2 separate regions of the Sus scrofa genome follow, and region 2 is linked to region 1. The links are chromatin contacts, called in public Hi-C maps. All regions are on one chromosome and are shown on one strand. The core of a region is the stretch at or near the end of the contact, and the rest is flanking DNA. Distances in the headings are between cores, read along the strand shown.

Region 1 (3,832 bases), core at 443-2,942:
ACAATTCCAGATCTTTAACCCACTTCACTGCAAGGGAACTCCTCAACCTGTACTATACTTTTTGAGGGATGGCTTCAGGAGTGTTTCAGGTGCCAGGAATTCAGCAGAAAACAAAGGATAATACATCCTGCTGTCAATAAACCCTGCTTTTACATTTTTCTTTTCTGGCTTCACCCTCAGCATAAGGAATTTTCAGGGCCCAGGACTGAATCTGGATCCTTAACCCATTGCACCAGGCCGGGGATTGAACCGGCAATGCCACAGACACAAGTCAGATCATTTACCCACTGTGCCACAGCAGCAACTCCTAGTACATTGTAAGGAGAGGAAAGTGGAATTAGGCAGAACAAATCCATGGATTCTACACTGTATTAGATTTGGTGTCCTAAATGGTAAGGAGAAAAATAAGGCAGGAAAAGGGCACATGGAGAAGGGGATGTATGTAATTGCAATGGGGATTATCAAGGGCAGATGACATTGTGCAAAAAAGAAGAGGGAAAGGGAGAGAGGCTGGATGTCTGGATGGCTATCTGCAGGAAGGATGACTCAGCCAGGGAGGAGGAGATGGAGATGAGCTGGGAGAGGACCTGGGGGACAGATGCTATCCTTCTGAAAGGTTTTTGCTAGGAGATGTAGAGCAATTGGAGAGTCTTGAGCAGAAGCCCAGAAGATGGGAGTGTTTAGACAGGATCATTCAGACTGCTGCTTTGAAATGATGTAGGGACTCAAGGGTGGAAGTGGGGATCCCTGGGCCAGGTGATGGCAGTAATCCAGGAGAAACGTAATGGTGGCAGAGCAGGGTGGCACTCGCTGCAGGGAGAAGTAAAATTCTGAATATATTTCGAAGAAACAAGACCAGAATTTGCCACTGCCTCCAATGAGTGGGGGTAAAAAGAGGGTAAGATGACACTTTTTAGCAAGGAGAAAGGATGTGGTCGCCACTTCCTGGGATGAAGTGGGAGCAAGGAACAGTTTTGGGCATGTCAGATTTGAGTGAGCTGGGTTTGAGACGTCTGTTAGCATCGAAAAAGCAGGCCCAAGCTGGCTTGGTCTCCTTCCCCACTTTCCCTCTCCCCCTGACCTTTTGATGATAGGGGCTGTGACCTGAGCCAAAGCACCAGCATCAGCAGCTCTACTGGCCCAGTCTTGCAACCTGTCAGGGACTTCTGTCTGCTCGTGCACGGGGCACATTTGAGCGATTTGTTTTACCAGAGAAGCCATCGTAGTAATTACTCCAAGGCGAATATCTGCCAGCTGTGGCCTTAGCAGTTGGATGTAGGAGCGTGTAGGTCAAGGAAATGGCTCTCCCTGCAGATACAAATATGGGGATCATTAGCTTGAAGCTGGTGGGTAAAGCCACCAGATTGGCAGAAGAGTGAATTTAGAAAGCAATGTATATAATTCTTAGTTCCCAGGGTGGTGGTGGTTGTGTGAGAATCAAACTAAATAAATACATTAACACCAGGCACACCCACAGCACTTAAAAGGCCTTTGCAATTTTTATTAATAAACCCGTCTGCAGAAACCTGCCTCTGGGCAACATCCAGTCCAGTCTGGAGGGCGCGCATTTTGTGACAACCACGCACCCCAAAAAGAGGTCGAGGAAGAAGCAATGACTGGATGTGTTTGAGATGACTGGCATTTACTGATGGATGATCTTAGCCCAATCCCTTCCTTTTCCGGGTGGGAAGGCGGAGGCTTGCGGAGACCAAGTGCAGCTAACGGGCGGCGGAATGGAAGTTCTACCGCACCCGCTGTGCTCTGGATCTACCCCAGCTCACCCGCCCCAGCCCCGCTCGTCTCCGACGCACATCGGCGTCTTCCGCGTCGAAGTTCTAGGAAGCTCCGGCTTCTATGTGGCCGCGCTGCTGCTGAATGTTTGTAAAGAGGAGGCGGCGAGGTGCCCGGAACTGCCCCAAGCAGGGCTGGGCCTGGCGGGCAGCTGCAGCGGGAAGAGCAGGCGGCGTGGCCGGCGCGGGTTGGCGCGCGGAAGCCGTGCGCCCTGGGGTCCTCAGCCATGCGGGACGCACTTGGACCCGGACGCCCAGTGCTCCCGGCCGCCGGCGACCGGCGGGGTCGGGAAGGGAAGAGGTTGGAGAAGGAGGGCGCTCGCGTATCCGCCGGGCCGGAGCCTGGGGCTGCAGCCCCGGGGCGGGGAGTGGGGCGGGGCTGGGAAAGTTGAGTGTTAGTCGCGGAGGGCTGGGCTCCGCGTGGGAGCGCCTGCGGCCAGGGACCGTAAAAGGCTGGAGCGGGTTGGGTAGGTGTGGCTCTGCCTGCGTGACCCGAGCCCGGGCCTCGATCGCCGTCGTCTCCCGCAGCTGCGGCCTCTCAGCCATGGGCGCCGTCTGGTCTGCCCTGCTGGTCGGAGGGGGTCTGGCCGGAGCGCTTTTCGTTTGGCTGCTGCGGGACACGGGAAAGGAGGGGGACGCGGAGCAGCGGAAGGACGCTCCTTCAGGGGAGGCGGCGGCTCCGGGAGGCGATCAGGGTGGCGGCGGCGGACTGAGCCCTGGACCTTCTAGGCGGGAGCCGGTCACCAAACCAGGTATTCTTCCTCCCTGGTCTTGAGGGCAGATCACCAGGGGGGTTAGAAGTTCCCCGAGGGAAGGAAAACCCCGTCTGGAGTTCCGTGGCGGCCCATACCCGGGGGCTAGCTTCCCTCACCCAGGAGTGGACCCTCCCCGCGGCCCGATTTCCCCCCAGCTGGTGTGCACGCGCCGGGCGGGTTCTCGCCTCCAGCGAGGCGAGGCCCAGGAGATGCCCTGGCGGTTCGTCCAGGGCCGCGCCCCGCTGAGTCGCTGCCCTCAGCTCCAGCCCGCGGGGACCTGCCCCTGCCCCTCCGGCGGGGTTGGGTTCCTCCGCTTGGCGGCGCTTGGTGCAGTGCGGGCGGCTGCGGCGGCGGCGCCCCTTCCGGGCCTTCGGAAAGGAATGCTTCGGGTTAGGGGATCCCGCCACCCTCTCCAGTATCTGACGGAGCAGGAACCCAGTCTCAGCCCCAATCCCATAGCCTCATGACCTCCCCTCCTTCGCCTCAAAAGAACCGCGTTTGGGGACGCCAGAGCAGTGAGCAGCCCCCGCTATCTGGATGCTTCTGTTGGGGAGGCAAAGTTCAGGTTGGACTCTGGCCACGAAGGCCTCGGCTTCATGAAGCCCTGAGACTGCGAGTTGTCGGCCCTTCCCCATGATCACACGAACAGTGCGTGGTTGTCTAAAACCCTGGGGAAGAGACACACTTGGCACTGGACCCAGCTCCCAAAAGCAGACCCAAGTCCCATAAGCAGGACTGACGCCTAGGTTTACATGTCCACATTTTAGACCCTGTGCACCAGGCAAAGAGCCCTGGCAGAAAACCTCACCTTCCCGGTGCCTGGACTCCAGCCTAATGGTGAAAATGACATCTGCGAACTTTATTTTTAGTGGAGTGGTGTCTGTGTGTAGCCACTTGAAAGTCGGCCCCTGTGCCTTCCTGCGATTTGTTTGGGATGAGCAGAGGGCTCATTTATCTTCTTTTTCAGAAAGTCAGCCTCATGTTTCAGGTGGAAAGATTGGGAATTCAGGGTAATATTTGTTTACATCTCACTTCCAACCCCACCATTAAAGAGGCAAAATGAAACAAGACTGCTCTCTATCCATTCCCGCTTCCCCACATCTCCCTCCCCCACACCCACACCTCCCATGAGGGCATGGCTTTTGAGATTTTGATCTTGTAGGGAGCTATTTGGACTATTAGGTGGCCAAGAAGGAAAGAGAGTCTTTAGCGAGCTTGATTGTGTGCTCTTAAGAATAGTTATTTGAGAGGGGATGTAAAAGGCCTGTGTTTCTTGAAGAGGTTCCT
Region 2 (4,238 bases), core at 247-2,746, 100 kb before region 1:
TCCAACACAAGTACAAAGGCAACGGGGCTACCCACCACCGCCTCCGGGGGCCTTTTCCCACTACCGTCACATGTGGGGTTTCTCAACCCTGAACACCTGTGGAGACAGCTGTCTATGCCACGTCTCTGGCACTCAGAGACTACTTAGTGACATCCTGTAGATGGTGAAGACATTATCTTAAAGCCTCAGATAGTTTGCAAGCAAGCTTAAGAAACTTGTAGGCCTCTTAAATTTTTTCTAGATTTTAAAACAAAAATAGGAGTTCCCATTGTGGTGCAGCAGAAACGAATTCGACTAGGAACCATGAGGTTGCAGGTTTGATCCCTGGCCTTGCTCAATGGGTTGGGGATCCGGGGTTGCTGTGAGCTGTGATGCAGGTCGAAGACGCGGCTCGGATCCCACATGGTTGTGGCTGTGGTGTAGGCCGGCAGCTATAGCTCCTATTCAACCCCTAGCCTGGGACCCTCCATATGCCTTAGGTGTGGCTCTAAAAAGACAGACAGACAGACAGACAGACAGACAGACAGGAAGGAAGGAAGGAAGGAAGGAAGGAAGGAAGGAAGGAAGGAAGGAAGAAAGAAAGAAAATTAGACAAGCCAACAATAATCGAATGTATACCTACAGATGCATAAAAGCAGACAAGTCTCTGTTCCTCTCTAGTGCTGAGCACGAGGCTATGTACAGTAATATAAATATTGGACCCTTGCCCAGCTCTTCCAAAGGTTTAAGCACACTATGCCATTTGATCTCATTTCATCCTTACAGCAAGCCCATGATACAGATGGATCAAGTATTTTCAACCCACTTTTGCATATGGGGGGACACAGGACAGCAGAAGAGTCAGAACCTGAGGCCAAGTCTAATTCCTGCTTGACCACCCCCTCCTCTGTATCAAGTGACCTCTCCTAACAGGTGCCTACTAAGTGTCTGCAGGATGAAACCAAGGACTGCCTCAAGCAAATGCCAAATCTAAGTAACCATGAGAAAAAAGTCCTTGACTTTCCAGTTCCCGAGAAATACATACAAAATCTGATAGAGGATGCCATGTAAAACCCTTGTACAGGAGTTCCCATCGTGGCTCAGCAGGAACGAACCCAACTAGTATCCATGAGGATGCTGGTTTGATCCCTGGCCTTGCTCAGTGGGTTAAGGATCCGGCGTTGCCGTGAGCTGTGGTGTAGGTTGTAGACTTGGCTCGGATCTGGCTGTGGCGTTGGCATAGGTCGGCAGCTGCAGCTCCGATTGGACCCTTAGCCTGGAAACTTCCACATGCCATGGGTGGGGCCCTAAAAAGACCAAAAAAAGAAAAAAGAAAAAAAAATAAGAAAAAAGAAAACAGAAGTTTTAAAAAACTGACCTGAGGGTGAATACCAATTTGTACTCACAGAGAGCTGGGCCAGGCAGCCAAGAGCTGGGATTCAACCATAGATCCAGAAGTCAGGGCTCAGTGCTGTCAAGTTTTCTGACTAATGACAAAAATCAATGACCTTGCCCAGGCTCTCTTTGTTTGTTTGTTTTTTTCGCTAAGCTTGAGGTCACTCACCTAGAGGCAGGAATAATTCCAGGTCTAGAGTCTGCTTCATTTATGTCCACGTATGCTTACTGACTCTCAAGATGACTTTAAAAACGTCATCTTTGTTGCTTACCTTGTAAGAACCTGATGTTTTAAAGGGAAATTGAGTGTGGAGGCTCTGATCGCTTTCAGCCTCGTGACTTGGTTTCTCAATAAACTCCAAAAGGTCAAGGCCACGAGTTCCTGAACCACAAAACTATTTCAAGTCTTTGGAGGCACGAAGGGTCTATGTCAGGTCACTCCAGCTAACCATGTGACTTCCCCCAGCCACCAGCCGCCCTCCCGCATGACTCGCCTTTGCTGAGCCATCTAATTGAAGGAAGACGGTGCCTTTGGGCATCAGGCATGGCCCCCTACCCCACAGAGGCCAGGAAAACCAAGGGAACCGGGGCGGGGGTCAGGGGGAACACCTCTGTCTCAACACAACACATAAGAGTCAGAGGAAGCTCAAAATGCCTCCCTTTCCAGCATGCCTGTCACGTTGGTGACCCAGAGAGGCCACGGGAAAAGGAGAGGGAGTTTTAGAAACAAAACCAAGTTTGCTACCCAAATCCCCCTGACAGCCAATCAACAATAGTCAACCAGAGGCAGGACGCTCTCCTGGTGAACAGCAGGATGAGAGCAAGAAGTGATGGATTCCTGCTCTACGGTAGCGGAGAAGACCAAGGAAGCTTCTGGAATTAGAAACACAGTCAAAAACAAAAAAGCAAAAAATAAAAATAAAAAAAGGCCAAGCAAAATCTTTGGTCTAGACAATTAATTAAGGAACCATACTTGAAAGTACCTGGGATGGTCCCTAGGGCTCAGTAGATGCTAATAAAACCTACTAATGTCAAAGGCTCCAGGACATCACAGGCTCAGAATACACTTTACTGTTAATCATGAGGATGGCCCTCCTCGCTGGGAAAGGTCCAGTTATCCTCCATGAACTATTTAATCTGTCAGGAAAATACATGATTGATTTTAGTGATCTCTCATTGAAAATATTTTTTCAGGGAGTTTCCACTGTGGCTCAGTGGTAGTGAACCTGACTAGCATCCATGAGGATGTGGGTTCGATCTCTGGCCCTGCTCCTTGGTTAAGGATCTGGTGTTGCTGTAGCTGTTGTGTAGACTGGCAGCTGCAGCTCCGATTCGACCCTGAGCCTGGGAATTTCCATATGCCATAGGTGCGGCCCTAAAAAGCAAATAAATAAATAAATAAATAAATTTTTTAAAGACGTTCTTACTTTTTAAAACAAAAAATAATTTTTAAACTCCTGAATCTTTAGGTGAAACCTCGCCATCACAGAAGGCAAACCACATGCCTGAGACAAGGAAACCAAAAGGAATAATTTTGATCAGTTGGAAAACTACTATCTCTGCAGCATTAAATTCCTCAGAGGCGCGGGATAAATTAGATACAGAAAACACAATACAATCCCATCTCCCAAGTCATCTCTATGCTCCACTGAACCCCTGCTCTCTGTTGAGGATTCCTAGAAGCAGTGATAAGCACCCTGGGTACAGCATGGGTGGAGATCTGGCTGCCAGACTTGGCTTTCAATCCTGGCTCATCCGTTACTAGCTTCTCTGTCTCCGTTTCCTCATCTGCAAAATGGAGATAACAGTGTCCCTTCCTTGTAGGGCTGTTGTGAGAATTAAATCCATAAAAGCTTGTCATTCAGTTCCAGCACTGCCTGGCACACACTCATGCTTTAGGAAACAGCCACTATTGGTCTCGTGTAGGAGGGGGTTTGTGCCAAGTTCTTGAGACAGAAAGCTGTTATGACCTGGTTCCTGTCTTTGAAGAATCCATGGCAGAACAGGGCAGGCTGCTGTTGAAATGGCTATTTCACACGTGGAAAGCGTTCTGGAGTTGCCCCATGGTGCTAGGTCAGAGGAGGGCGGAGTGGCCAGTGGAATGGGCATTACCAGGCAGGAGTACTCTAGGTTCTAGAAGGAGCAGGCTTCCTTGGGTGGGAGGGGGAGGGGCTTCCAGACAGAGGCAGCGGGAGAGCTAGGATATGCTTCCTTGGTGGAGGGTGAGAAAACTGACGGGCGGAGGATGCCACACTGCACAGCCACCTGCAGCTCCGGGCGAGGCTGGGCTAAGCAGACACCCAGCGGAGACGTGAAGACACAGAGCAAACGGGACCAAGAGAGGGCAGAGCAGGGAAGCTGGCCAAAGGTGGGGTCAGGGCAGTATCTGTCTTTAACTTTGTATCACCACTGCCTTGTCACTTAGGTGAAAGACTGAACACCTGGAGCCCAGGGCAGGACACTGAGGAAAAAAAACCTGGATGAAAGGCGGCCCATGTTTGTTGGGGGCATGCAAGAAACAACTTCACTCTTGAAGATGGAAACGGTCCCCTGTCCCCCTGTTACCCTGAGCCCCTGGCTCTTACAGGACCACCCTGTGCATCTATAACTCACCTGGTCGCCACCTTTTGATACAGGATAAGGCAGATCTTTTTCTATATTTCTTACCTTTGCTTTAAAAAAAAAAAAATTACCTAAAGCTATTTCTGTTTCTATTTTGAGAAGAAAGGTCCTATCAGAAAAGAGAGAGTCAGGTTCAGAAAAACAAACATGCATTCTCCTACTATGATGGAAGCAAGAACCATGGCATTTAAAATTTTTCTATCATCTCTTTGGTATTTTTAAAAATTATGTAACTTGGCTCA

The links. A called contact is a pair of places that touch in the nucleus more often than the background predicts.
Region 2: a contact with region 1 is called in a Hi-C map of liver, with 2.3 times the contacts expected there. The contact joins the enhancer-like site here to the promoter of STBD1 in region 1. A contact is called at or near these places in 1 of 5 promoter capture datasets (liver), 10 of 47 Hi-C or Micro-C datasets (embryonic fibroblasts, heart right ventricle, liver and 2 more) and 2 of 2 datasets of contacts at active chromatin or transcription factors (alveolar macrophages and skeletal muscle).

The regions. Positions count from the first base shown.
Region 1 is chr8:71,981,295-71,985,126 of Sscrofa11.1, forward strand. It overlaps STBD1 (starch-binding domain-containing protein 1), which reads left to right and starts at 1,693. Exons shown (of 2, transcript XM_003129093.4): 1 at 1,693-2,542. The coding sequence starts at 1,876.
Region 2 is chr8:71,879,340-71,883,577 of Sscrofa11.1, forward strand. The region is part of intron 2 of SCARB2 (scavenger receptor class B member 2); the gene reads right to left. Among named protein-coding and RNA genes, the nearest start is that of SCARB2, 29 kb to the right of the region's middle. Within about 2 kb of position 1,497, at least 7 of the 83 cell types and tissues checked have an H3K27ac peak or open chromatin away from gene starts, as enhancers often do. A contact at or near this core is called in alveolar macrophages and liver, where this site is marked.